Regions from separate parts of the Mus musculus genome. Here regions 1, 3, 4, 5, 6 and 7 are each linked to region 2. Evidence: chromatin contacts called from public promoter capture Hi-C data. All regions are on one chromosome and are shown on one strand. The core of a region is the stretch at or near the end of the contact, and the rest is flanking DNA. Distances in the headings are between cores, read along the strand shown. Region 1 holds the start of Dyrk1b (dual-specificity tyrosine-(Y)-phosphorylation regulated kinase 1b). Region 2 holds the start of Zfp790 (zinc finger protein 790). Region 3 holds the start of Zfp780b (zinc finger protein 780B). Region 4 holds the start of Zfp607a (zinc finger protein 607A). Region 5 holds the start of Psmc4 (proteasome (prosome, macropain) 26S subunit, ATPase, 4). Region 6 holds the start of Zfp59 (zinc finger protein 59). Region 7 holds the start of Zfp974 (zinc finger protein 974).

Region 1 (3,900 bases), core at 1,150-3,649, 1.6 Mb after region 2:
AGCGCTCGCCACTGCGCACAATGTAGTCGTGGTTGTCGTCATCATAACCGTGGTTCAGGACCTTCTTCTCCTTTTTGGTGCTCGAGTCCTGGGGTGGCGCCTGTTGGGCCCGCCGCTTCTTCTTCGCATAGTATACCTGCTCAGGCAGCCAGGAAACCGGACCCTTAAGTGACCCGGGCAAGAAGCCAGGACCCTTTGCAACACCCAACCAGGGAAGTCCATTCCCCGCTTTACCTCATTGATGTGCTTGTAGGTCTTGATGAGGTCCACCGAGAGCTTGCGCAGCGGGGCTGAGGCCGCATCCCGGAAGGCCAGGGGCAGTCTCCGGGGCAGGAGCCGCACATCAGGTAGTACCTGTGGTAGAGCGGAGCAGATGCTGAGCACAAGCCTTCACCTCAACTTCCAGGGAGAGAATGGGAAAGCTGACGACTCACTGACCATGCCTACATTTCTCTAGCTCCGATCCCACCTGTAGAGCACAAGCACACTGTGTGGGCTCCCCATTCATCTGTTCATTATGTGAAATGAGTGATTTACCTCTGGCCTTCCATTCTGCCCCAGGTCAGCTCTTTTGCTCCATATCTGGGTGTTTACCCCTGAATCTTTGCACCTGAGACCACCATTATGGGGAACCATGCCAATGAATTCCCTGTATCCATGTCCTCACTCTCAAGTGAGTGTTTCTGCCCAGTTACAAAGCTCCTGGACTGGGTTAGTCTCCCTGGTCTCAGCTTATTCTCATTTCCACCCCCCTCGACATCTCTCTCATGCCCCTTACTCCAGACCTCGTTCTTGTTGTGAACCTTCAGACCTGTGTTCCTGTCTGCTCTGTGCCAGTGACAGTTCTGACCCAAGACACACATTACACTTCAAAACCATGCTGTGAGAGGGCAGGCCACGGAGAAGCTCAAGGATTCCGTCCTCAGCAGGAATGAGGGTGGACTGTGAGGCCTCCAAAGTCCCCAGAGATCCTCCAACAATCATGCTCTTGTCTGGAGACCCTTCAATCCTCAGGCAGGTGAGAAGCCAGCTGAATGCCTACCTGTGTGTGTTCCTGGGGCCCCGGAAAGCCAGAGAAAGGACCATGGCCTGGTGGGACGGCCATGGTGGGCTCAGAGGGCCGCAGGGGCGTGAGGCCTGGAGCGGGAGCCCGGCCGGGGGGCGCCTTCTCGCATCCTGCACCTCGGCTGCCACCGCCGCTGAGACCTGAGAGCAGGTAGGAAGTGGGAAGACAACATGGAACAAGAAGGCATGTAGGTCAGGGTCAGTCAGAAGAGGTGGGTATGAGTTAGGGGCAGGACCAGGGGGAGACAGGGGACAGGGCAGAGCACCAGCACCAGGTAGCCATGTACAAACAGAAAGGGTAGCAAGTGGGTTAGCACAGCGTGTCTCTCAACAAATGAGGAGCCAAAAAAAATGAATGAAGCATCACATCCAGAGATGTAAAAGGGAGCCATCAGAGCCAGACAGGGGTGGGAGAGGGTGGGTACAAGGCCAGGGCAGGAGGGATAGAAAGAGGCCAGGAATTAGGAGAGCAAAAGAAGGCAGAAACCGTGTAGAGTCTGGGCAGTAGAACTCAGTCCTTCAAAATTTTACTGGTGGCCAGCCTGAGTCCCTCAGATAAGGCCCCGCCCTCACACCGTCTTCCCTCAACACCAAGGGCCCAATTTCAAGCCCAGTCTACCCACTAGTTTCTTTCTATTCTAAAGAACATAGCAGTCCTTATGGACCTCCCAGCAAACCCAAGGTTATCTGAGAACTCCTTTACATGCAAGCTATAGATGTTTCAACCACCTCGGCACTTTCCCCTGGGACCGACTCCATACTCCAAGACCGCTCCCTGCTCCCTATATGAGGTCTCTGGAACCAGAGATCCTTCTTTTAAGCAGTCTATATTTATCCCACTAGGATTCCCCCATTACTCCAAGACCCCTACTCCTCAGGAAAACAAGGGAGAGGTGTCATTTTTCAACATCTAAGAGTCACGGTCTTTTTCTTCTTTACCCTGAGGTCCTTGCTAGCTCCTCTATTTCTACGCTGGGTCATTCCACAATTGAGCCTATTCCTAGAAGGGCCTGACAGCCAAATCCCTAAATATCGCACAAGACTTCACTCACTAAAAGTGTCCTTCGGAACAAAATCCCCTTCTTAGGAGCCTCCCCCTTGTCAGATCCCCTTCTATGCTATGTCTTGCCACTCCAGGTCCCCTTTATTGGGGCTTCACAGATAAACAACCTCTTCCCGAGCCCTCCCACACTAGGACCAGCTCTTACAGCTCCCACCCCTACCCGGGTCAGGGATGGCGCTGGGCCCACGGGGGGCTGGAGCGCGATGGGGACCCCAGTGCGGTGGGCGAGCGGCCAGCATGGCGGCGGTGGTGGTGGCGGCGGCGATGAGGAGGTGGCCGCCTGTCCCCGGCCCGGCTAGCCTAGCCAGCCCCGCGGCGGTGAGGGCAAGCGGGACAGGCGGCCCGGTGGGTGACAACAGCAGCCGCCGCCACTGCCACCGAGGGGGAGGGGCGGGGAAAGGAGGGGACGAGGGTCAGACCAGGGCACGCGGGGGAAGGGGACAGCAGGTGGACGGGGGAGGGGCGGGTTAACCCTCGCCCTACGGCCCAGCCCCGCCCCGCGTGGCCACCCGCCCCCAGGGACCCTGGCGTCCCGCCCCCCACCCGGCAGGCCCGCCCCGGCCAGTGGAGTCCCGGCGGGCGGGGCCCAAGAGAGCCCGGCAGGCCGCACCTCCCATGGCAACAACCGCGCCATTGGTTGTTGCTGCCAAGAGCTTAACCAATTAGCACTCAGGGCAGCTGTTGCTAGGCGACAGCGAAGCGGCCAGCGCAGCCGAGCCCAAACAAAGGGCGGGAGTGGGGCCTGGCTGCCCCCTCCCCGACTCCCTCTCAGGACGGCTCCCTCGGGCTCAGCCTCTTCCAGGAATCCAGCTATGAAGAGCCGGACTCCGCTGCAACGGCCCAAAGCCCCCTCCTTTCCCTTGCTAAATCTCGCGGGGACGGGCAGGGCGGTTCCCGGCCTGCCCCCCACCCAAGCGTGCCGCCCCGCCCGTCGCAGCACCCTTACCTGAGGGCGTGGGTAAGGGGATTCAAACTGCTCGGGGAGCCCGAGCTCAGACCTGCCCACTGGCTGAGGGTGTCCGGTGGACGCGGCGAGCCAGGGCCCCGATTACCCAGTAATGCAACCAGCAAAATGGCGACCACAACAAACCGGCCCCCCTGCCCCGGCTCCGCCCCCACATCATTCACGTGACCTAGCGGAGCACAGTGCGCCTGCGCCTTAAGGGTGCTGAGCCGCGCACGTGCGGAGCAGCCACCAATGGAGCATGCACCATGTGACCGGATGAAACTTTCCAGGCACCACCCCCCGAAGCACACAAAGTTGATCAAGGGCGCATGCGTCTCGAGGCCACTTAGCAATAGGCACCAGACAGGGGAGACAGATGAGTCTTTTAATAGAAAAACAAAACAACTCCCCCGCCCCCAAAAAATCACAAGCCACACGTGCAACAGTAACAACACACATCTCTTCAATCCAGACAGCTCTGAGTTTCAGTTCTTCACCTTGGGAGGTGGCCTGTGAGGAAATCAGAGGGGGTCGAGTTGTAACCACTTTTGGCTTCTCAGGGCCACAGGTAAGGGAGAGGTCTGTTGTGACACTCACCTGTACACACCGACAACCACGGCGTGGTCTCGCTCATAAGGCTCTAGCGTCAGCTGCTCCTGCGGCTTCATGTTCTCCTGCTGCATCTTCTTCACTTCAGATGCAAACACAGCCTCTGCTGACGCAGTGGAGTCAATGCAGTTGGCCTAGAAAGGAGTCAGGACTAAGTTACAGATTTGGAGACCCAGGCTTTCCCAATTTTCTAACTTCATTAAAGAAGTTTTAATTT
Region 2 (3,955 bases), core at 1,124-3,623:
ACCCTACCTTGAACTCAGGTTTGGTGTCTCTTCCACTCTCAGACAAACAGAAATACTTTAGTCCCATCCTCCAAATGCTCTTTAAAAATAAATAAATAAATAAATGTGTCTGGACGTCAGATCCCCTGAAGCTGGGGTTGCAGCCAGTTGTGAGACACCATGAGGGTAGTGGGGTTCAAAGCCAGCTCCTCTCCAAGAGCAGCCATCTCTCCATGCCTTTCAGTTATCCTTACAGCTGTGCTGTAAGTGCCTGCTCGCGGTTGTTCTTGTTCTCTGGTATACTGATGCCATTCCGTCCGACTGTTTGCTTGCTTAAGTTCCAGTAGAGGAAGATGGTTCATATCAACTAAAACTTAAGAGCCAGGCTTATGAGGAAGTCTTGAAGGCACTTCAATGGTGTCAGCCCCTCAATGGGCATCTGTGCCAGGCATGGTTCTCATTCGGCTACTGAGCTTAGAACTCCTTCATGGTTCTGTCCAGCAGTCTCTTGCTCAACTAGGCTGCATCCAGTTCAGTGAAGTTATCATCTCCCTACCTGAGAGTGGATGATGCAAGACTTGAATTTTAAATCAAATACCAACTCACTGGAAGGGTGTGATGGGGCTCCCCCACAGCCCTAGCTAGCACTTGGAGAGTGGAGCTGGGAGGGTCCGGGTTCAGCCCTAGACTCTGAACTGACATGTATCCTGTTTGAGACCAGCGTAAGCTACAGCCTATCTCAAAAACAAAAACTACCACTTGACAACTGTGCTTGGTCTTTAATGATGCTACCATATGTGTGTGTGTGTGTGTGTGTATATACACACATATAGATACATATATATGTATACATATATGTGTACATATATACATGCATGCCAGGCATGGTGGCCCACAACTGAAATATCAGCATTGGCAGATGAATCTTTGAGTTCACTATGAGTATGTATTTAAATAGTAAGTCCTAGGCTAGTCAGGGCTACATAGAGAGGCCCTGTCTCAAAAACAGAAAGGGAATGGGGCAGGCTTATGGTACTGAGGTTTCTATTTAATTCAGATAAAGAAATGAGATGACATTTACCTTCTAAATCTGGCTGATCTGGACACACACCGTTGCGGCTGTGTCCACTGACTCTGGATGCTATGGACACACACCGCTGTGGCCGTGTCCACTGACTCTGGCTGATATAGACACACACCGCTGCGGCTGTGTCCACTGACTCTGGCTGATCTGGACACAAACCGCTGTGGCTGTGTCCACTGACTCTGGCTGATATGGACACACACCGCTGCGGCTGTGTCCACTGACTCTGGCTGATATGGACACACACCGCTGCGGCTGTGTCCACTGACTCTGGCTGATATGAACACACACCGCTGTGGCTGTGTCCACTGACTCTGGCTGATATGGACACACACCTCTATGGCTGTGTCCCACTGGCTCTTAAGTACTGTGTGCAGCTTGTTTTAATCATGGTGATGCTGCTCTCTGTAATAAACTTCCGTTTATCACCTTCTGGAGCAGGGCATGGTAGTTCACACCTGTTATCCCAGACCTTGAAAGTCAGGAGGACGGCCTCTGAAGGGTGACCAGGGCTAAACAGCAAGATCCTGTCTAAACAACAAACCAACAGAAACCACTTGACAAGAGGATCTGGAGTTCAGGTCAACCTTGGTTATAAAGAGAATTGCAAGCCAGCCTCAAAATCAAACCTTACCTGTGTCTCCTCAGGAACTCTCTAGAGAAGGGACGATGTCTGCTTGGGGTACCCTGAGCGTTAATAACGCCCCCCCCCAAAAAAAAACCACCCCGACTGACAAAACACTGTGTTAAAAATAAAAAGTCGGCTATATTGCCTGTAGATTGCCTACGCCGCACAATTAACTTACAGAAAAATAACAATGCTAATTAGTTATTATCAGCTATACATTTTCCCTCCCACAGACACTCCAGAAGACCGCACTTACTAATCGTAATTTGAAAAGAAAATGAGATTTAGGAAGCTTCCGCTATCTCTATAATCTCAGCCACTCCTGTACAGGGATCCATCCAGTCGAGACCCAATCCCCAAGAACCATTCGATCCGCATACAATGTCTCCTCCCCACAACAGCTCGCTCCACTCACAAAGCGCCACAGCTCGAGCCCAACTCTTGCTCACGCTCATTTTCCTTACCTCGCAGTTTCTCTGCCGTCCAACTCCTCCCAGATCCAGCCGCGCATGCAATCTAACCTCCCTATGCTTTCTCTCACACACGCTCAGGGCTGTCATTGCGTACTCTTGCACCTACAGGACGAGGCTTCCTCTTGGTCAGACTGCCAATGCTGGGTTGGTCTTAGCGCTGGGGTCCTACATTCCGGTCTGTGGCCCCAACTTCCAGCAGGAAGTCGAATTCGGAACAGCCTCCTTAGACAGATTTCCGCCTGGGGATTGGATGACTCAGCCTACTCGAGCCATGCGCCTCCGGTCACCAGCACGGCCTTGAACTACATTTCCCAGAATACCTCGGTTCCCTGGAAACTCGCAGTGCTGAGATAGTGCTGGGTCGAGGAGCCTGATCTAGGTCTATGAAGTCTTTCACCGCTGGGATTTCCTCACGATTCCGACGAATAGCCGAACACTTTGTATCTGTTGTTCAGGCCACAGCTTTCAGCCCCTGACATTTCCAGGCGTTGTATTTCCCTCTCCTGGGAGCCTTTTTTAAGGAGTGGGCAGGGTACTCCTGACAGGTTTGGGGAGAACTTTAGGGATAATGAGACGCCTTTGGTGCCAAGGGTTTGGATGCACCATCCTGTGCAGTGCAATGAAGCTGACTCCGGGAGATCCGGAGCTGTGTAGAATTGTTATCATGTGTCTGGGTGGTAGTCTAGGGGATATGGAGGCAGAGAGGATTCCTTGATTGGTGAGTATGATCGCATCCATTGTGTGTGTGGCTGGAGTCTGTGTGACCGTTTTGTGCCATGCTTTTTTTTTTTTTTTACCAGTGTGAGGTCCCTCGAGTGTGAGGTCCCTGGGCTTTTGTGTTTGTGAGCATTTGCCTAACTTTGGGAGCGTGTGAGGTGACCGACTGAGGTGTGACTGCTTCCCAGTGGACCTTTTCTAATTTCGGTAGAGGTAAGGTGAGGGTGGGGGCAACAGTGACTGTGATTGGCTCTCCCTGTTAAGGCTTCCGTGTGGGGTGGATTGTATTTTCGTTTGAGGCACCCATAGCTTTTGTGTCCCCGTGGTGTGGGATTAATTGGAGAGTCACTATAGGTGAGGCAACTTTGTACCTTTGTGACTCCAGCCAAGGGGACTTGTGTCACATCCTGGGGGTAGACTCTGTCCTTATCTACAGTCACCCTACTTTTGTCTGGTGTTTCCATTGCATAGGAAGCCCCTAGGCTTCTCTGATTTCTTGATAGGTGCTATGGCTGTTGGGCCAAAATGATCTCTGAAATGGTTGAATATGCATCTACAAGAGCCTAGTGTGTGTCACACTTTTTTTTTTTTTTAATTCCCGAGTTCTGTCCTGTAGCTTATGATTTCCTGACATCCCTTTACTTTTGTCAAGATGTGGCTTGTTTTCCTCCTGTTGAAAATTCTGGCCCATCCTGTGACTGCATTCCTGTAGTGTACCCTGAAGTGGAAGTTTAAGGAAATGTCAGGTGATGCAGACCCATGTGATATTTGGAGAGAGTATAAATAGGAGTCAACCCACAGTGACTAGTGTATAGCTAGCTTTGCATTGCTTTGCTGGTTTCAAGTCTTTGCTGATCTTTGCTTCATTGTACCGTATTAACTGCTCTTAAGTCCTTTATCATCCTCCATTTACCTGATTTCTTTTCTTTCACAACACAAAGGACAATTCCATGGGCTGGTAGACTCTTCTACATGTTGAGCCTCCAGCTGCTCTTATACCAGTTGTCCAAGCGCCTGCAATTTGTTGTTGTTGTTGTTATTGTTGTGGGCCATCTGCCATACTAGTCTGTTTAA
Region 3 (3,960 bases), core at 904-3,403, 1.8 Mb after region 2:
GTGTTGCATAAACCTAAGACCAAGTAGGTAGTGCCAACATTAATAAAAACAGAGTAAATGTCTCAAAGACAACCCAGGAACAAGCAGAAGACTGCAATATGGAAACTGTACAAACAACAGAACATAGGTTAATTTAGGGAGGTCAAGAAAGGCAAGGGTTAGCCGGGCGTGGTGGCGCATGCCTTTAATCCCAGCACTCGGGAGGCAGAGGCAGGCAGCTTTCTGAGTTGGAGGCCAGCCTGGTCTACAAAGTGAGTTCTAGGACAGCCAGGGCTATACAGAGAAACCCTGTCTTGAAAAACAAAAAACAACAAACAAACAACAACAAAAACAAACAAAAAAGAAAGGCAAGGGTTTGTAAATGTAAAATGGAGGTCAAAGAAGTTGTTTTGAAACAACATTGCCTCCAAGAATGAATAACAAAAAGACATCAGTCTATACTTGAAGAGAAACTTAACCAACAGATGTGCTCACAGAAATCATTTTTTTTGTGTGTAGAGTAAAAAATGGGCCTTGTACACAAGTATGGTCTTCGAAGGAGACTAGGGACCATTTCTGCTACATGTGTGTAAATGAAAGCAGTAATTTCAAAGCGTCTGGATTTCATTACATTTTAACTGTCTCCATTTTGATATGTTTTCTAATTCAATTATGCCCTATTGCTTTTCTGTCTGTTCTATTCATTATTGAGGTTGAAAATTATTGAGGTGATGGTGGATTTGGATGTCATTCTTTTTTTTTCTTTTCTTTCTTTCTTTCTTTTTTTTTTTTTTTTAAAGATTTATTATTATTGTATGTAACTACACTGTAGATGTCTTCAGACACACCATAAGAGGGCGTCAGATCTCATTAGGGATGGTTGTGAGCTACAATGTGGTTGCTGGGATTTGAACTCAGGACCTTCAGAAGAGCAGTCAGTGCTGTTAACCACTGAGCCATCCCTCCAGCCCTCACAATTTGATCTCCCCCCACCCCCACCCCCTGCTTCTTTTCTTATTTATTAGATATTTTCTTTATTTACATTTCAAATGCTATCCTGAAAGTTCCCTATACCCTCCCCCCTGCCCTGCTCCCCTACCCACTCACTCCCACTTCTTGGCCCTGGCGTTCCCCTGTACTGGGGCATATAAACTTTGCAAGACCAAGGGGTCTCTCTTCCCAATGACGGCCAACTAGGCCATTTTCTGGCTGTCATTCTTATTACTACCTTATTACTTACCAGGCTTTCCCCCTGCTTCGTGCCTGAAGCTGCGCTATTAGTACTTTTAGTTTATTTTAGTTTTTAGGGAGGGTTTCACTCTATACTTGTAGCTGGCTTCAGTCTCACACACATGCAGTGAGCTGTGCCTCCCCTTTGCTGGGATAAAAGGCATGTCTTACCACGCGCAGCCATGTTTATTATACTTGATGACTTGGCCTCTTTATTTACACTGGCAATGTTGTGTCCCCAGTCTGTCTCGATTATCAAATCAACCTGAGTCTTCATTACGGTCACTCGTAATCTTCTAGAGTACTGAACTTTAACATATTTTCTGTAGTTGATACTCGGTTGAGTCTGACTTGTTTTCAAATCCTCCTTGTTTTCATCCTTCAACGTGAGGTAAATTACTGTCTAACGGACACGACTCAGTTGAAACTTTCTGATGTGTTCCTCACTCACCGTTTTCTATCTAGGTAACAGGGACCCTGAACTCAGGGAGGGTCCAGAACACCTGGCTGTCTGAAATCGCTGATGTAAACTATCCACGTTTAACACCAACAATTCTTTAGTTTAGTCTTTCCAAATTTACCATAGTCCCTACCAGGTCACAGCGAGGTGGAATCCCACTCAGTGGGACTCAAGTCACTTATATCCCATTCTGATCTTACTTCCTGTTCTGCTTGTCAGTCCGCTCCAGGGAAGAGAAAAATCAGTGGCGCGCAGAAGCGGAAGTACCTTTTGAGCACCACACGGGAGCTTTTAAAGGCTGTGCCTTTTTGGAAAAACCCCTGACACCACCAGGCGCAGCTCCCAGGTGGGCTGGTCCCAGTAGCAAGCTCGGATCGCCCTGAACCTCTGAGCTCTGGGCTTCCCGGAGTTCCGCCGCAAGGACTACATTTCCCAGGGTCCACCGCACCGGAAGTAACGGATCGAATTCCGGTGTCGTGTATCGCTCCCTTGAAAAGTCAGGTTTTTCTCGTAGGTGGAAGAAATCGCTCTATGGCCTACGTCCTCACAGAGTAAGATCGGAGCCAGCATGCTGGGTGTGGGTGTGGGATGGATGTTGATATTTGTGTGAGTGTGTAGGGGCGGTGATGTGTGTGTCTGTTTCTCTGTATGTATACGCACCTTGAGCACTCTGCATCTCCTGTGTCACTATGCTTGTAGCTTTCTGCTCCTGCTTTCTCTTGCAGGCACAGGGGCTGAAGCAAGGAAAGATCAGGTGCAGAGTCTGAAGGGAAGCTTCCTTTGAGGTACATGAGTAGCTGAGGCCGGAAGTGCCTCCGAGGGGCCCCTAGGGGGATAAGATCCCTAGGTTTCCCTGAGCTGTAGCAATGCGAGTGTTGCGGGAAGGGAGGGAAAGTGCTCATTGAGGATGCTCTCAGATCTAGTTTGGGATCTCAGGCTTCCTTGGGCTCCCCACAGGCTCCCCATTTCGGCCATTATTCCAAAGGAGGGCTAGAGAAGCATGAGATCTTTATTGCTACTCAGCTAAGACTCAAGGGCGAAGTTTGTGCTTTCTCTCCGTGTGAGAAACGAGGCTTTAGGTTTAGACTATAGAATTGTCAGTAAATGAAGGAGTAACAGACAAACTGATAGCTCCAACTTTGTGGCTCTTACATTGTTCGTTCTCCTCCCAATTAGTATTCTCACTATTGTTTCAGTGATCCTTGATATCTCTCAATAATCAGACCTTTCCCCTAGACTTTATAGATAAGAATCTCCAGAGGTTAACCTTAGGAATCTCAAACTCAAACCAATTCCTATCCATGGCATCACATAGCAGATGGACTTTGATCTTTATAGACCTTCCTTTCAAAGCAGGGGGACTTCAGGGGTGCTGGTGCTGCTTGTATTTAATGCTAAATACTGGCTCCCAAGATCTGGTGTCCCCCCCCCCCCACCCTTCGCCATGAGCAGATCCTCACATACTCCAAGTGATGCTATGTGAACTTTGCTCCCCAGCTTAAAACCTGAGTTTAAATAAAACTAGCCACAGCCAGTTCCTGAGAGGAATAGAGAGAGGTAGAGTTTGAGTAACTGAGCTGTGGGTCTCAAGTAGGCACCACCAGGGGAGGAGAGAGAACAGAGGCAGAGCACAGGGGAGGAAAAGACTAGAGAACAGGAGGTCTCCAAGAGCTGGACCAACCGTTCCTGACAGAGTGATATGCCTCCCGGGGACACCAGACGGCTGGAGCAGAAGTAGCCCTGGAAGTTTGAAACAGCAAGGATTTGGGAAGTGCAGTCGAGCCAGTCGCCAGACTGTCATTTAGAGATATAGATTAGGGTCATCCCGCAGTAATTGCACAGAACCTAATAAATAAATATGGTAGTTTGAGTCTCATTCACTTAAGGTTAGATGGGATGTGTTTAATAGGTGTTCTGTACAGGGGAAAATGTAGGTGGTAGACGATTTCTGTTCACTCTTGAGAACTTTGGGAGTGGAAAAGTGATAGCACTGAATTTGGCATCTTTGAGAGCTAGTGATTTTCTGACTCTGTGTGTGTGTGTGTGTGTGTGTGTGTGTGTGTGTGTGTGTGTGTAATGGGTAATGTTGGCCAGGTCCAGATGAGCAATGCCATGGCTGATAGTGGGTGTGGATCTGTGGTATCGGGTTGGAGTCTTGGTTCTGTTCCCTCAGGCTCTCCAGGCCTGTCAGGAACCTTAGGATGCCTGTGGTGAAGCCTGTTAGTGCAGTGCCACCATATCCTAAGGGCCTGGTGTGCTTTAGTTGTTCTCTGTGAGGCCATCTTGGGTTC
Region 4 (3,732 bases), core at 1,103-3,602, 2.0 Mb after region 2:
CAGATGTCAATCAGGTTTCCCAGGGCACTCAATGAGACCATCCCCTCAAAGCTCTGAAGCCCTCAAGGCCCCTGTTTCCCTGTGGGACTGACACCTCCACTGCAGGGACAGTCCTCCCTGAGCACAGACCAAGCAGAGAGCACACGTGGAGGAACGCATTCAAAGTCAACCGCAGTGCACGCTGGGAAGAGGCACAGACAGGAAGTGCTCAGACCTGCCAGCCCTCACTGGAAAGGGGCAGACTGGGCTGGGGGAATCCGGATCCTTGGGAAGCTTCAAGAGGGAAAGAGGGCAGGAGTCACATAACCTGAAGTCACCCTATGTCAAAGAGAAAACTGTCAACTTACACAGACCATGTGTTGAGAACTGGAGCTGGCCATTCTTCTTCAGGCTTCCTCTCCTGGGGGACAAAAAGAAAGCCATTCACTGCATTGTGACTTGATGTTCCCAGGCTGACTTCTGTCACTGTGATGTCATCGACTACATTTATTTCTCAAGCCTCCCCACTCACTCTCTCCCCTCCCACCGCTCACAGCCTCCCACACACAAATTGGAAGCACACAGGAGTCTACACAAAGCCAATCCCCCCCTAACCCAGACAACCCACGGCCAAGGGGGCAGTGTGGGAGTGCAGGGCACAAACATGTCTGCCTTGAACTCCTCCAGAAGAGGCCAGCAGAAGGGACCCATCTTCCACCCTGAGCTCCAGCTCGCCCTGCACCTGGGCCGCTTTTTTTTTTTTTTTTTTGTAGAGACAGGGTTTCTCTGTGTAGCCCTGGCTGTCCTGGAACTCATTCTGTAAACCAGGCTGGCCTGGAACTCAGAAATTCACCTGCCTCTACCTCCCAAGTGCTAGGATCAAAGGTGTGCACCACCACTGCCCAGCAATCGCATTGTTTCTCACACTCCCTTGTCCTGCAGAACACTGAGGGGAATGAACCCAAGATGGCCTCACAGAGCAACAACTAAAGCACACCAGGCCCTTAGGATATGGCGGCATTGCACTAACAGGCTTCACCACAGGCATCCTAAGGTTCCTGACAGGCCTGGAGAGCCTGAGGGGACAGAACCAAGACTTCAACCTGATACCACAGATCCACACCCACTATCAGCCACGGACGGCATTGCTCATCTGGATCTGGCCAGTGTTACCCATTACACACACACACACACACACACACACACACACACACACTCAGAAAATCACTAGCTCTCAAAGATGCCAAATTCAGTGCTATCACTTTCCCAGCTGAAATGGTGAACAGACATAGTCAACCACCTGCAGTTTTCTGCTGCTTTGAGAGGCAGGCCTGTAAAGATAGGATGAGTGATGCCATTGAAATAGGCGCCAATTTAACAGATCGGGATGTAAAAGCCCTAACGCTAACCTCTGGAGACTCCTATCTATAATTTGTTCAGAAAAAGAAGTGATTGTAGAGAGACGATGTCAAGGGATGTCATTGGAAGGATAATGCGAATACTAAGTGGAAAGGGAAGGGACAATGTAAGGGACACAATGGTGGAGGTATCAATTTGCCTGTCCCTCCTTCAGTTACTGACAATTCCATATTCTAAAACTAAAACCTCATTTTCAAACAAAGCACAAGCTCATTCTTTAATCTTTGATGTGCAGCAATAAAGTCCTTATTCTACTTCAGCCCTCCTTTGTAATGGCTGAGGCACGGAGCCTGAATAAGCGCGAGATCCCAGACTATATCTGAGAGCATCCTCAGGGAGCACTTTCTGCTACTCTGTCAACACTCACGTGGCTAGGATAGGGCTCTGGGAAAGTCCTGGGGCTCAACAAGTAGCTGCCTGCTCTCTTAAGCAACCCTGGAGACTCTTCCGGCCTGAAATGCTCCTCCCATGCTCAACTCTGGGCCTCAGGGAAAGCTTCCCTTCAGTGCGGACTCTTCTCTCAGAAGCTTGGTCCTCTGCTTCAGCCCCTGTGGCCAGGGGAGAAAGTAGGAGCAGAGAGCAACAAGCCGGGTGACACTGGGTGACAGAGATAATGCAGAGAGCTCAAAGTGTGCACACTCGGACAGACAGACACACACACACACCACCACCACCACCACCACCACCACCACCTGCAGCAGCACCGTCCCCCCACACATAAATACACAACCACCCCACACCGCGGTCCACATCCACACCCAGCCGGCTGGTTCCCGCCTTACGTGGAGACCGAAGCCAACTAGAGATTTCTTCCTCCGACCAGAAAGATCGGACTTTCCGCATTAGCGGCACCAGGACACCCAGAGCCTATCCACTACTTCTTGCCATGGTGGCCCTGAAAACTACAGCCCTCGCTACCGGAGATCCGAGAAGCCCAGGGCTCCAGAGAGATCCCAGCATGCAACTTGGCCCAGCCCATTTGAGAGCTGCGTCCTGTGGCTTGTGAGAGTTCCCAGGGGGAGGGGGGTACTCCCCGACTTTAAAGGGGAGGCTCCCTCCTGTGATCAAAATAGTTCCGGGTTCTACTAGTAACTGATTTTCTCTCCTGTGGAGCTGACAGACAAACTGAAGTTTTAAAGTTCAAAAGAAGTAAGATCAAATCAGGCTGTAATTGGCTGTATCTTTGCTTGAGACTGAGTGGGATTCCACCTCGCTGTGCTCTGGTGGGGACTATGGTAAATTGGAAAAGACTGAACTAAAGAATTGTTGGGTTTGAACGTGGGTAGTTTAGCGATTTCAGAGAGAAACAGAAGTTCTAGACACTCCCAGGGTTCATTGTCGCTGTGTTGGAGTTCAGGAAGTCGCCACTCAAACCTTATATACATACACCAATCTCAGTTAAGCAAGACTAGTGTATTAAACACGTACCATAATACTGGAGTTCAGGACTGCAAAAAGGACTCGGGAGCCTAATTGTAGTACTGGTCTGCTCTCAGGGTAGGCTTTTTATATGAGAAACCAGGTTCAAACGTTTAAAGGGCAGGGAGGGGAGCTGTTGGCTTCCTAGGCAAAGTATATTTTTAGCAACCTTTAAGCTGATAGGACCTGAGTAAGGTGGGGGGTGGATGGGTGGTGAACTGGGGAATTTCAGAACAGTGAGATAACAGAACATGAGTATTAAAACTTTTTGGCTTATTAGCAGCATTCTTCAATGTCAGCCCCAAAAAAAAAAAAAAAAAAAAAAAAAAAAAAAAAAAAAAAAAAAACACTGAGCTCATATGCAGGTACAGGAAGAGCTGCCCAGTGGTCAGCTTTACTCAAGATATTTTAGACATAACAGTTGCTATTTACCTTTGATTCAATGGGTCCTACATACAGCTTTGTGAAATAAGATAAGCAAACCTCATACAGATCATTGAGAGCACACAGAACAAAACAGGGTATGTGGCCAGCGTGTCCCTGAGCTCAGTCACTTCTCTATGTCAGTGACTGGCAGGCATGTTACAGCAACACTGTGAAATAGCTGGCAGGCATAGAACAGAATGGCTGCAGCTATGCTGGGGAGCAGGGGAGTCAGACCATAGCATCTGTTATCTAGACGGGAGAATGTGAGTGAGAGCCAGATCGGTATGCATCAACAGAGCTGTGCCCATTAGGCAGTCACTTACATCATGTTGGACTGAGTGGATGAAGGACTAGCATGTCCAGGTAGCCTAAACAAAAACATACACGTGTTTTTAGAAAACCCTATTTATTGTAACGTGACACTATTGAACTTTCAAAACTACTTTTGTTGTCTCCTGTATTTACACGAATTTTCCAGAATGTGAGTAA
Region 5 (3,672 bases), core at 799-3,298, 1.8 Mb after region 2:
ATTTGTTCTTGTCTTTGGAAGCCTCACCCTACAGGAGATTACTCTGCCCACATCTCTCCAGTGAGAAGCCCAGCTGGCTGCCTCACCGGGGCTTTCCAGGTGATTTTTGAAGGATGACTATGAGCACCCAATCTGATGGTGATATCTGTAGGCTTGCTTGTCTTGCTTTTCCTAGGAAGCATTACTCAAGAAGACGCCCGGGACTCTCCATGGGGATTCTTCCAGCTGCCTTGATGGGGAGTCATCTATATGGTGCTTCTACTTGTTTTAAATGGCTTTTTGCCTCCAGTAGTGAGTTTCCGTAGGCTTTTGCCCCATCAGTAAATTTCCATTTCTCTGAGACATATGCCACTCCCCTCTAATGTACTGCAGATCTCTTACCTGTTACACCACAGAGAGGAGAGAGTGCTGGGGTGCCCACACTTACCTCAGCCAGGCAACAATTCAGTTATTTCCATGTCAGTGGACCAAGACATAGGCCTGCTACAGAAGAGCTACATAAGCACCATTAGATCAACAGAGAACAGGTGGCGTGGAACTCACCAGCGGGACACCTTAAAACCAAAGAAAAACACAGCCTCCTAATAGCTGGAGAGCTGCCTCTCTCAACTATTTGTATTGCCTGCCAACAAACTTCACCTTTACTTTGTGGTCACTGTTTTTCTGTCTTTTAATTCTTCAACTGATGGAGGGAAGGAACCCACCTGCTAGCCAGTGTGAGAGCTACTGTAGATTCTCCATACCATACAGAACAGATAGGACGTTCAATTTGTGCAGCATTATGTAGCTAGAAAATAATGATTTGTGCCTGCTACCTATCTGTGCCCCAATAAAAAGTTTACTTAACAAAAACTATAGCTGTTATGAAGTGTGGTAGTGTATATCCCTGGTACAAGGAATACAGATCTAGGTTCTAACCCTGCTTTACCAGTTGCTCAAGTGACTTCAGTGCTTGGCACCAGCTTCCTTCTTTGTAGAAGAGAATATAATACATACTAAGGATTTTAGCTGGGCTTGCTTAGCATATCAAAGTTCCTGAGCCATAACAACAATCAAAACTCAACAGGAGGCTGAAAAGATGGCGCACACAGTCTGTAACTCCAGTGCCACAGATTCCTATGCCCTTTTCTGGCTTCTGCATGTACTGAATCCAGGTGCACAAATTCGCACTCCGATATACACATGTACACGTAACTAAATATAAAATCCTTTCAAAACGTTTAATTATGTGTAAGTGTGTTTCTGCTAGCGGGGACGTGTGCTTGAGTGCAGGTGCCTGCAGAAACCGAAGGAGTTGCCTACAGATGCTAGTGAGCTGCCCCACCTGGGTGCTGGGAACCGAACTCGGGTCCTGTAGAAGAGCCACAAGTGTTCTTCAGCACTGGGCCATCTTGACAGCCCCTAAAAATAATGTGAAGAGGACAGAGAAGAAAAGATTCGACAGGACTCCGCAAAGATCTGCATTCGCAGCTGCCTCGGTTTCTCCAGCTTTGGTACGATCTGATTGGCTCCTCGCCGTTCTGTGACCTCTGCTTCTCTCTTCAGGTGGCGGCCAGAGAAGGTCAAGAGATTCTTCTGTGGAACTAAAGGCTTCTTTAGTGCCTCTCGTTTCTTATACTTAGTTATGTCTGCGAATTCCTTCTAACAAAGCTCTGGAGTTTTTAACAAGTTAGGACAGGACTTGATTAATCTTCATATTCTCAGTTCGGGGCTGGCTTTGTAAAGACAAGAAAGTAAAAAAGTGGATAATATTAAAATCAATCAATCAATCCTCTGGAGACTTTTCTTCAAGAGCAACTCGGCCGCGCCATCTACTGGAGAAACCTTCACAACGCGCGACGGGCCGCGAAGCAGGATGGCGCCAGAACAAGAGTTACTGCGCACGCGCAACATCCTTGCGGGTCCGCGCGCGCGCGCCTGGAGCGCAGAGCGCAGGAACCCATCTTGGGGGCGGAGCCCAGGGCTAAGAGTTTCCCGCCCTTCCTGTTATCCGGCCCGTCAGGTCAACCCGCAGCGGTACCTTAAAAACTACGTTTCCCAAGATGCTCTATGTGAAGGACTTCCGTTGGCGTCAGCGGAAGCCGTGACTGGCCGGGCTGCACTGAGGCCGGCTTGGTCACTATGGAGGAGATAGGCATTTTGGTGGAAAAGATTCAGGTGCAGTGGGGATCTGGGTTTCTTAGCGGGAGCTGGACATGAGTGGGGTGCTGAGGGGTTCTCAGGATCCCAGCTCTGGGCTGGGTGGTTTCAGAGGCCTCGGTGTCGAGCTTTGGGTGGTCCCGGGGCCTGGCGGGGTAGTCATGTTGTCAGGAGGGCGGCAAAGCTCAGAAAAGCAGAGCGGGAGGAAAGTGGCGTTGAACTTAAAGACTTTTCAGACAGAACGGTTGCGAGGCCTGGAGAGCTGTGCTTACTAGCTTTTCGGTTTGGGGTCTGGACCAGGTGGAGGATGATGTATGGGGGCCCCGTGGCCTAGGTATGTTCGTGGCCAAGGGACCAGTGGACTCACTGTGCTTGGGACGTGAACGGTGAGGCGTTAAGTATTGGTTGTGGTTTGGCTGAGTGACCTTTGGCTTTAACGTGAGTTGGGAATCTGACATGAAAGCTTTTGGGGGGGGGAGGGGAAGAACTGGGTAATGAGACTCTGAATGTGACTCTGACTTTAAAATCCATGGGACTTTTAGAACCTCTTGAGGGGACTGGGATGCTAAGGTTCGGTATGGAGCTGCTGCAAAACTTTCATGATGAGTTTTGTTTAAGGGGCCTACTATTAGCAATCTACATAGGGGACTGAGCAGCTCCTGTATCTATTGAGAGATAGTGAATGATGTCAGGTACTGGAGACATAGGTGACTTGGTGGCGAAATAGGAAGAACGCTTTCGCTGATTTCACGAGATGATTCTCTGCTTCCAACACCAAGTTGTCTTTACCGTCTACAGGATGAGATTCCAGCACTGTCCGTGTCTCGGCCGCAGACCGGCCTGTCCTTTCTGGGACCCGAACCTGAAGACCTGGAGGACCTGTACAGCCGCTACAAGGTGTGTTCAACCCTAAGCTGGCTCCTGCATACCTCCCATCCCCCATCACATACGCCCCCCCCCCCACCTCCCACTGTGGTACGGCAAGGCTGCAGCCAACCCTTTGCCCTCCCTGTGCGTGCAGAAGCTGCAGCAGGAGCTGGAGTTCCTGGAAGTGCAGGAGGAGTATATCAAGGACGAGCAGAAGAACCTGAAGAAGGAATTCCTCCACGCCCAGGAGGAGGTGAAGCGGATCCAGAGCATCCCCTTGGTCATCGGTCAGTTCTTGGAAGCTGTGGATCAGAACACAGCCATCGTGGGCTCCACCACAGGTGAGTGGTGAGGCAGGCTGGGAGCAAGGCAGGGTGATAGAATGGCCAGAGTACTGACCGATCCAGAAGTGGATACATACTTTATTTTCTGAATGTCTCTTTCTGCCTCTCAATTCACGTGTGTGCGTGTAGTTTCACCATCCAAGTGTGATGGTGTACGCCTTTAACCTCAGCACTTGAGGAGGCGGAGGGACAAGAGGATCTTTGTGTGTTTGAGGTCAGCCTGGTCTACCTAGTATGTTTCCCGGAGTACATACAGAAACCCTGTCTCCAAACAAGAAGAAATTTACCATGTGGGTTGGAGTACCTTTGATGTTTGTGGTTC
Region 6 (4,089 bases), core at 318-2,817, 2.0 Mb after region 2:
TGTAGCTGCCTTGGCTCTTCCTGAAGCCCCCTCATATAATTCATACCGCATCCTCATTATTTGAGAAATTATTTGTTTTTGAATCCATGTTTTTAGAGTTCTTTCCCACAGCCTTAAGTGCTGTTCTGAAGGTCCCATTTTGTGGAGACATTAGCCACACCTTGACTCATGCTGTCTTTGATTATCACGGAGACATTATCATTAAGAGGGGGGGACTTTCCTTAAAAGAGGGAATGTACATGATTATACAAACCAGCCTTAGGTCCGGAGCAGCCATCCACGCTTGTGGCCCACATCCCCTGGCCCTGTCCCAGCGGCAATAACCAGGTAAGGAACCCAAAATGACCTCACAGAGCAACAACTAAAGCACACCAGGCCCTTAGGATATGGCGGCACTGCGCTAACAGACTTCACCACAGGCATCCTAAGGTTCCTGACAGGCCTGGAGAGCCTGAGGGGACAGAACCAAGACTCCAACGGGATACCACAGATCCACATCCCTATATTTAAACATGGCATTGCTCATCTGCATCTGGCCAACATTACCCATTTTACACACACACACACACACACACACACACACACACACACAAAATACCTAGTCCTCAAGGATGCCAAATTCAGTGCTATTACTTTCCCACTCCCCAAATCCTCCCTGGTGACCAGACCATCTATCGCCTACATTCTTCCCTTGCTTCGAATGAAGGCCTGTAAAGATCAAAGGCCATCTGAGGTGTGACACCATCAAGATACAAATTGATTTAGTTGAGAGCCCTAACGCTACCCTCTAGAAATTCCTAGTTACAACATCTCAGGAAAAGGTAGAGATTGTGGGAGAAGACGCCACGGATCATTGAAACTAAGTGGAAAGGGCAGGGACAATGTAAGGGACACAATGGTGGAGGTATCAATTCGCCTGTTCCTCCTTCCCTCACTTCCATTCCATATTCTAAAACTAAAACCTCATTTTTCAAACAGAAACAGAAAACTCATTCTTGAATCCACATCCCTCTCCAGCCCTCCTTTGGAATGGCCACCTAGGGAAGCCTGAGTAAGCATGAGATCGCAGACCATATCTGAGAGCATGCTCAATGGCTGCAGCTCTGAGAAAGTCAGGGGACTCAACAAGTACCCTCCCTCCAAGACGACACCCCCGTCCTTAAATTATAGCCCTAAGCTCAAGTCTGAGCCTCGGGGAAAGCTTCCCTTCAGACCCCGCACCTGACCTCCCCTTACTGAAGCTTGGTCCTCTGCTTTAGTCCCTGTGTCCCTGAGAGAAAGCAGGAGCAGACAGCGACAAGCACAGAGACACAGATTATGCAGAGAGCTCAAGGTGTGTATACAGTTAGACTCAAAGACACACACACACACACACACACACACCATACAGCCACCCCACCGCCTGTACACACCCCTCCCAGCCCGCTGGCTCCGGTCTTACTCTGGGGAGACATAAACCAAAAGCCTATGCGCTACTTCCGGCGCGGTGGTCCCGGAAAACACAGTTGTCACAAGCAAAGCCCTGGAGAAGCCTGGAGCGTCCCGGAGATCCCGGCGTGCAACTCGGGCCAGCCCATCAGAAAACCGAGTCCAGTGGCTTGTGGGAGTGCCCACGTGGGTGCGCGCTTAAAGGGGAGGCGCCCTCCTTTGAGCAAAAGGTACTTCCGGTTCTCCGCGTAACTGATTTTCTTTCTCCTGTAGAGAAGACGGAGGAGTCTGAATTCCCTGCTTTAGATAGAAAATGTGACTGAGGACCGTATCGCTATGTACCAACAGAACTGTGTCCGTTAGGCAGGCTAGACGAGCCTCTTAATAAAACTAATCGCATTAAAAGTACTGTAAATCGTCTAAACGCCAAAATTTGCCACATTTAGATTTGAAAAGTCAGACCCAGCTATGTGTTAACTACAGAAAATATATTAAAGATAAATACTCTAGCAGATTCAAAGTAACCATCTTCGCATGATCAAAAGAAAACTCAGGTCGATTATAAAATGGAGGTAGATTAATAAAGAGGCCAAGTCATCAAGTGACAGTAAACATGGGCGTGGTAGCAATGGCTTTTATCCCAGCGATGGGGAGGCACAGCCAGCTGCATGTCTGTGAGAAGAGACCACCGAGGACTACCCAGTGAAACCCTGTCTAAGAACTAAAATACACTCAGATTATGGTGGCACATGCCTTTAGTCACCGCCCTAAGGAGGCAGAGGAGGTGTCTGAAAAAAATTAATTAAAAATAAACTCAGAATACACTCCTACTGTCTTGAAAGGACTAAATAAACTAAAATTCAGAGGATACCCCAAATGTCTCAAACAAATAAGTACATAAATACATAAACAAAATTAACTCAGAGTATACTCAAATAGCACACCTTTAAACATGAAGAGGGGGGAAGTCCCGCTAGAACAATAGGGAATGATAGCAAAATCAATCAACACATTCAAATGTTGTCAATTTAAAAAACTGATAGAACAACACCCTCCAAGAGCAACAGAGCATAGCTGATTTGGACAGCATCTCAACTCTGAGTGAAGTCAATAAAAATGGAGACACTTAAGCTCTAATGACACGAGGGGATCTGGAAAGGGAACTGTTCCTGTACGCTCACCTGTGGGAGAAACGCTCATTACCTGAAGATGTTGCTGTGGAAAGCTTTCTCTTTTATCCTTTTTTCTTGGCGGGGCATCTATTACTTCATATATTTTGTATTGCACTTTTAAATATTAAAGACTCCATCTATTTTGAGTTATCCCACGAGCAGATTACTGAGGTAGGCAAGGAGTCTCCAGACAGACCCAAGTGACTGCTTCTGCAAAGCTTGGGTTTTGTTTCACCGGCTTTTGGATCATTTATAAAGATGCTTAGCCTTCTGTCATCCAATGTGTTCCGTCCTCCTTTCTCTCCACAGTGTGATTCTGGTCGGTCTGCTCCATCTTTCCTGTGTCACAGTTCTTTTCTTAGTGCTACCCCTTATCCTTCATGGAAGTAAAATCAGTTAATTGCCCTCTGTTTTCTCCACAGGAGCCATGGGGCGCTGAATACGTAACTAGAGATTAATGTCCACCATAAGTGTTTCCTTAGCTACAGTCACTTGAATTCTTCCTGGGGTGCTGCAGGCCACATCCCCAGTCTCAGCTCTCAGCTCTTTCTGCCTCTGTCTCCTGCTCTGTGTGTGCATAGCTTCTCCCTCCTCCTCCTCACACAAAGATGCATCTGTGTTTCTTTTCAAGTTTTCTCCTCTCCTGCTTCTGAAGGTGACTGTAGGCATGTGTTGAGAAATCCCTGCATTCCCTTCCCCCTTCCTGATGGACCCTCACTTCACACCCATCCTCTTCTCTTCCACATCTATCCTGTGAGTGAGCCGCCCCTCTCCACAATGAGCACTGATTTCCATACTCTATCATGTTCTTATGTGGGGTTTTGGTTGTTGCTGCTTAGGTTTTGCTTTTGGTTGATTGGGCTTGGTTTTTGTTTTGTTTTGCTTTTTGTTTGTTTGGGTTTTTTTTTTTTTTTTGACACAAGGTTTACTCTGTGTGGCCTTGGCCGTCCTAAAACTTTCCCTGTAGATCAAGCTGGCCTTGAACTCAGATCTGCCTGCCTCTGCCTCCCAAGTGCTAGAATTAAGGTGTGCACCACCATCTGGCTGAATGTTAGGTTTAGAATAATGTCACACCCCCATAGACTCATGTGAAGTGGCATTATTGGGGGTATGTCCTGAGCAGAGTATTTGTGGCTTTGAGGGAGGAAGTGTGTCACATGGGGGTGAACTTGGAAGTTTCAGGAGCTCAAGCAAGACCCTGTGTTTCTCTATCTTCCTGATGTCTTAGGTCCAGATATACAACTTTCAACTACCTCTGCAGTGCCTTGACTGTCTGCACACTGCCATGATTGCCCCCATAATGATGATGGACTAAACCTCCTACCTGTAAGCCAGCCTCGGTTAAATATTTTTCATTATAAGACTTGCTGTGGTCATGGTGTCTCTTCACAGCAGTATAAAACCCTAAGTAAGAGAGATCTCAGTCTAATTGAGTGCACCTATAGTAATCAATGAACCTGGGCAGCTGCCTTTCGTTCCCATCTATGCC
Region 7 (3,734 bases), core at 1,187-3,686, 1.9 Mb after region 2:
CACACACAGAGCAGGAGACAGAGGTGAGGAGGAGGGGGAAGCTTTGCACACACAGAGCAGGAGACAGAGGTGAGGAGGAGGGGGAAGCTTTGCACACACAGAGCAGGAGACAGAGGTGAGGAGGAGGGGGAAGCTATGCACACACAGAGCAGGAGACAGAGGTGAGGAGGAGGGGAAGCTATGCACACACAGAGCAGGAGACAGAGGTGAGAGGAGGAGGGGGAAGCTATGCACACACAGAGCAGGAGACAGAGGTGAGGAGGAGGAGGGGAAGCTATGCACACACAGAGCAGGAGACAGAGGTGTGAGGAGGAGGGGAAGCTATGCACACACAGAGCAGGAGACAGAGGTGAGGAGGAGGGGGAAGCTTTGCACACACAGAGCAGGAGACAGAGGTGAGGAGGAGGGGGAAGCTATGCACACACAGAGCAGGAGACAGAGGTGAGGAGGAGGGGAAGCTATGCACACACAGAGCAGGAGACAGAGGTGAGAGGAGGAGGGGGAAGCTATGCACACACAGAGCAGGAGACAGAGGTGAGGAGGAGGAGGGGAAGCTATGCACACACAGAGCAGGAGACAGAGGTGTGAGGAGGAGGGAAAGCTATGCACACACAGAGCAGGAGACAGAGGCAGAAAGAGCTGAGACTGGGGATGTGGCCTGCAGAACCCCAGGAGGAATTCAAGTGACTGCAGCTAAGGAAACGCTTGTGGTGGACATTAATCTCTAGTTACGTATTCAGCACCACACAGCTCCTGTGGAGAAAATGGAGGGCAATTATCTGATTTTACTTCCATGAAGGATAAGGGGTAGCACTAAGAAAAGAACTGTGATGGAGCAGACTGACCAGAATCACACTGTGGAGAGAAAGGAGGACGGAACACATTGGCATGACAGAAGGCTAAGCATCTTTATAAATGATCCAAAAGCCAGTGGAATAACAAAACAGGAAGCTTTGCAGAAACAGTCACCTAGATATAGCTGGGGACTCCTGGTCTAGTATTAGCCTATGGGATATCTTAAAAATAGATACAGTCTTTAAGTTTCAAAAGTGCAGTAGAAACAAGTGCTGTCACCGGAGTTTTTTGTCTTAGCCATTCTGATTGTTGTAAGGTAGAATCTCAGGTCATTTTGATTTGCATTTCCCTGATCACTAAGGACTTTGAACATTTCTTTAAGTGCTTCTCCATCATTTGGGATTCCTCTGTTGTGAATTCTCTGTTTAGCTCTATACCTTATTTTGTGGTTGGGTTGTTTGGATTTTTGAAGCTTAGCTTCTTGAGTTCTTTATATATTTTGGATATTAACCCTCTATAGGATGTGGGGTTAGTGAAGTTTTGTCCCACTCTATAGGTTGCTGATTTGTCCTGACTACGTCCTTTGCCTTACAGAAGCTTTCCAGTTTTATGAGGTCCCATTTATCAATTCTGGATCTTAGAGCCTGAGCTCTAAGACATTGTTGGTGGGATTGCCAACTGATACAACTACTCTGGAAATCAATCTCGAGGATCCTCAGAAGTTTGGAAATAGATCAACCACAAAGACCCAGCTATACCACTCTTGGAATATACCCAAAAGATGCCCCACCATACCACAAATCCACTGTGTTCATAGAGGTCTTATCTGTGAAAGCCAGAAGCTGGAAACAACCCAGATGTCCCCCAATGGAAAAATGGATACAGAAAATGTGGGTCATTTACATAATGGGATAGTATTTAGCTATTAAGAATGAGGACATCATGAGTTTTGCAGGCAAATGGGTGCAACTAGAAAATATCCTGAGTGAGGTAACTCAGACACAAAAAGAGTAAAAGGCATGTGCCACCATAATCTGAGTGTATTTTAGTTCTTAGACAGGGTTTCACTGGGTAGTCCTCGGTGGTCTCTTCTCACAGACATGCAGCTGGCTGTACCTCCCCATCGCTGGGATAAAAGCCATTGCTACCACGCCCAGCCATGTTTACTATCACTTGATGTCTTGGCCTCTTTATTATCACTGGCAATGTTCTTTGCCCCCAAATCTGCCTCCATTTTATAATCGACTTGAGTTTTCTTTTGATTATGTAAAGATGGTCACTTTGAATCTGCTAGAGTATTTATCTTTAACATATTTTCTGAAGTTAACAGATAGCTGGGTCTGACCTCTTTTCAAATCTAATGTGACAAACCTGTACTTTAGCTTTTAGACCGATTACAGTACTTTCAATGCGACTAGTTTTATTATGAGGATCGTCTAGCCTGTCTAACAGACACAGTACGGTTGTTGCATAGCATGTGGTCCTCAGTCACATTTTCTATCTAGAGCATCCCTGCCTTTTTAAGGGCGAGAAAATCAGTTCCCCGCAGAACCGGAAGTAACTTTTACTCAAAGGAGGGCGCCTCCCCTTTAAGCGCGCACCCCCGTGGGAACTCCCACAAACCACTGGGCTCCGCTCGCAGATCTGGCATCCCCGCCCCCAAGAGCCGGGCTTCACGGGGGCTTTGCTGGTGATAACTGCATTTTTTAGGGTCACCACGCCGAAACTAGCGCATAGGCTTTTGGTGTTCTGGTGCCGCTAATGCGGAAGGTCCGATCTTTGTGGTCGGCGGAAGAAATTTCAGGTTGGCTTCGGTCTCCATGGAGTAAGGCCTGAGGCAGCCGGCTGGGAGTGGGCGTGTGCGGACGGTCGTATAGGGTCGCTGTTTGTTGATGTGATAGTGTGTGTGTGTGTGTGTGTCCACACCTTGATCTCTCTGCATTATCTGGGGCTCTGTGCGCGTCGCTTTCTGCTCCAACTTTCCCTCGCGACCACAGGAACCAAAGCAGAGGACTAAGTTTCAGTAAGGAGAGGTCAGGCTAGGTACAGACTTGAGCTTGGGAGGAGCATTTGGGGCTGAAAGTGCCACCGAGGGTGACCTAGGAGGGTGGTTACTTGTTGAATTCCATGACTTTCTCAGAGCCCTAGCTGTGTGAGTGTTGAGGGAACTGAAGGAAAGTGCTCAGTGCGGATGCTGCCAGAGCATGATGGGGATCTCATCCTTGCGCAGGCTCCCCGCGAAGGCCATCAGTCAAAAGGAGGGCTTGAGAAGGATGGGATCATTATTGCTGCCCATCTAAGAGTCAAGGATGAGTGTACTCTTCTTTTCTGTTTGAGAAATGAGTTTTCAATTTTATAATATGGAATTGTCAGTAAATGCAGGTAGGTGAACGTACACATTCATACCTCCACCGCTGTGGCCCTTACGTTGTCCCTGCCCTTAGGTCCTGGTGTTCACATGACCATTTCAATTACCCTTGACTTTTTCTCCCTAAATCACTTCCTTTCCCCACATTATAGACAGTGCTCATCTTGGGTTCATTGTCTGCAGGGTATGGCAGGACAAGGGAGTGTTAGAAAGAATGCAAATACTGGTTGTATATTTAAGGAAATGACTCATAAGCTCTAGTCTGTACAGTGTACATTTTAATCTCAGCATTTTGGGAGGCAGAAGCAGGAGGATCATTGTAAATTAAGGATCAGTTTGATCCACATAGCAAGTTCCAGGAGGGGTGTGCTACAAAATGAGAACCTGTTTCAAAACAAGGAGAAAACGAAATGAAGGTAATAATGAAGAGCAGAATTTTAAAATTTGTATTGTGTTCAGTGTGATAATTTTACAGAGCACAAGGTGGTCCTCACAGAGCCCAAGGCAGGACAGTTGTGTCAGCCCTGCGGAGGTTGAGAAACTCAGTTCTAGGATCAAAAGACCTAGGACA

What was found. Promoter capture Hi-C pulls out the DNA fragments that hold promoters and counts their contacts. Capture Hi-C pulls out chosen DNA fragments and counts their contacts.
Region 1: a promoter capture Hi-C map of adipose tissue shows a contact between it and region 2, with 3 times the contacts expected there. The contact joins the promoter of Dyrk1b here to the promoter of Zfp790 in region 2. A contact is called at or near these places in 7 of 39 promoter capture datasets (cranial neural crest, hippocampal neurons, liver and 3 more), 1 of 484 Hi-C or Micro-C datasets (CD8 T cells), 3 of 115 datasets of contacts at active chromatin or transcription factors (large pre-B cells, microglia and thymic regulatory T cells) and 2 of 9 other capture datasets (adipose tissue and liver).
Region 3: a promoter capture Hi-C map of liver shows a contact between it and region 2, with 7 times the contacts expected there. The contact joins the promoter of Zfp780b here to the promoter of Zfp790 in region 2. A contact is called at or near these places in 4 of 39 promoter capture datasets (the C10 cell line, cranial neural crest, hippocampal neurons and 1 more), 1 of 484 Hi-C or Micro-C datasets (B cells), 2 of 115 datasets of contacts at active chromatin or transcription factors (large pre-B cells and microglia) and 2 of 9 other capture datasets (adipose tissue and liver).
Region 4: a promoter capture Hi-C map of liver shows a contact between it and region 2, with 5 times the contacts expected there. The contact joins the promoter of Zfp607a here to the promoter of Zfp790 in region 2. A contact is called at or near these places in 4 of 39 promoter capture datasets (the C10 cell line, cranial neural crest and liver).
Region 5: a contact with region 2 is called in a promoter capture Hi-C map of liver, with 4 times the contacts expected there. The contact joins the promoter of Psmc4 here to the promoter of Zfp790 in region 2. A contact is called at or near these places in 8 of 39 promoter capture datasets (the C10 cell line, cranial neural crest, hematopoietic stem and progenitor cells and 4 more), 1 of 115 datasets of contacts at active chromatin or transcription factors (astrocytes) and 3 of 9 other capture datasets (adipose tissue, liver and macrophages).
Region 6: a contact with region 2 is called in a promoter capture Hi-C map of liver, with 6 times the contacts expected there. The contact joins the promoter of Zfp59 here to the promoter of Zfp790 in region 2. A contact is called at or near these places in 5 of 39 promoter capture datasets (the C10 cell line, cranial neural crest, hippocampal neurons and 1 more) and 2 of 115 datasets of contacts at active chromatin or transcription factors (astrocytes and embryonic forebrain).
Region 7: a promoter capture Hi-C map of liver shows a contact between it and region 2, with 6 times the contacts expected there. The contact joins the promoter of Zfp974 here to the promoter of Zfp790 in region 2. A contact is called at or near these places in 1 of 39 promoter capture datasets (liver), 1 of 115 datasets of contacts at active chromatin or transcription factors (astrocytes) and 2 of 9 other capture datasets (adipose tissue and liver).

The regions. Positions count from the first base shown.
Region 1 is chr7:28,178,815-28,182,714 of GRCm38.p6, reverse strand. Dyrk1b (dual-specificity tyrosine-(Y)-phosphorylation regulated kinase 1b) reads right to left here and starts at 2,399. Exons shown (of 11, transcript NM_001271370.1): 1 at 2,289-2,399; 2 at 1,043-1,206; 3 at 235-354; 4 at 1-136. The coding sequence starts at 2,367. Fbl (fibrillarin) reads right to left here. Exons shown (of 9, transcript NM_007991.3): 8 at 3,672-3,817; 9 at 3,446-3,584. The coding sequence ends at 3,560.
Region 2 is chr7:29,814,490-29,818,444 of GRCm38.p6, reverse strand. It overlaps Zfp790 (zinc finger protein 790), which reads right to left and starts at 2,373. Exons shown (of 5, transcript NM_146185.2): 1 at 2,156-2,373.
Region 3 is chr7:27,977,350-27,981,309 of GRCm38.p6, reverse strand. Zfp780b (zinc finger protein 780B) reads left to right here and starts at 2,153. Exons shown (of 6, transcript NM_001081021.1): 1 at 2,153-2,220.
Region 4 is chr7:27,859,205-27,862,936 of GRCm38.p6, reverse strand. It overlaps Zfp607a (zinc finger protein 607A), which reads right to left and starts at 2,352. Exons shown (of 5, transcript NM_001024726.2): 1 at 2,181-2,352; 2 at 348-400. The coding sequence starts at 380.
Region 5 is chr7:28,048,468-28,052,139 of GRCm38.p6, reverse strand. Psmc4 (proteasome (prosome, macropain) 26S subunit, ATPase, 4) reads left to right here and starts at 2,048. Exons shown (of 11, transcript NM_011874.2): 1 at 2,048-2,157; 2 at 2,938-3,036; 3 at 3,161-3,347. The coding sequence starts at 2,122.
Region 6 is chr7:27,836,062-27,840,150 of GRCm38.p6, reverse strand. Zfp59 (zinc finger protein 59) reads right to left here and starts at 1,567. Exons shown (of 5, transcript NM_011762.3): 1 at 1,442-1,567.
Region 7 is chr7:27,928,160-27,931,893 of GRCm38.p6, reverse strand. It overlaps Zfp974 (zinc finger protein 974), which reads left to right and starts at 2,436. Exons shown (of 5, transcript NM_001374027.1): 1 at 2,436-2,599. Gm26891 (a long non-coding RNA gene) reads right to left here. Exons shown (of 2, transcript XR_881914.3): 2 at 3,420-3,547.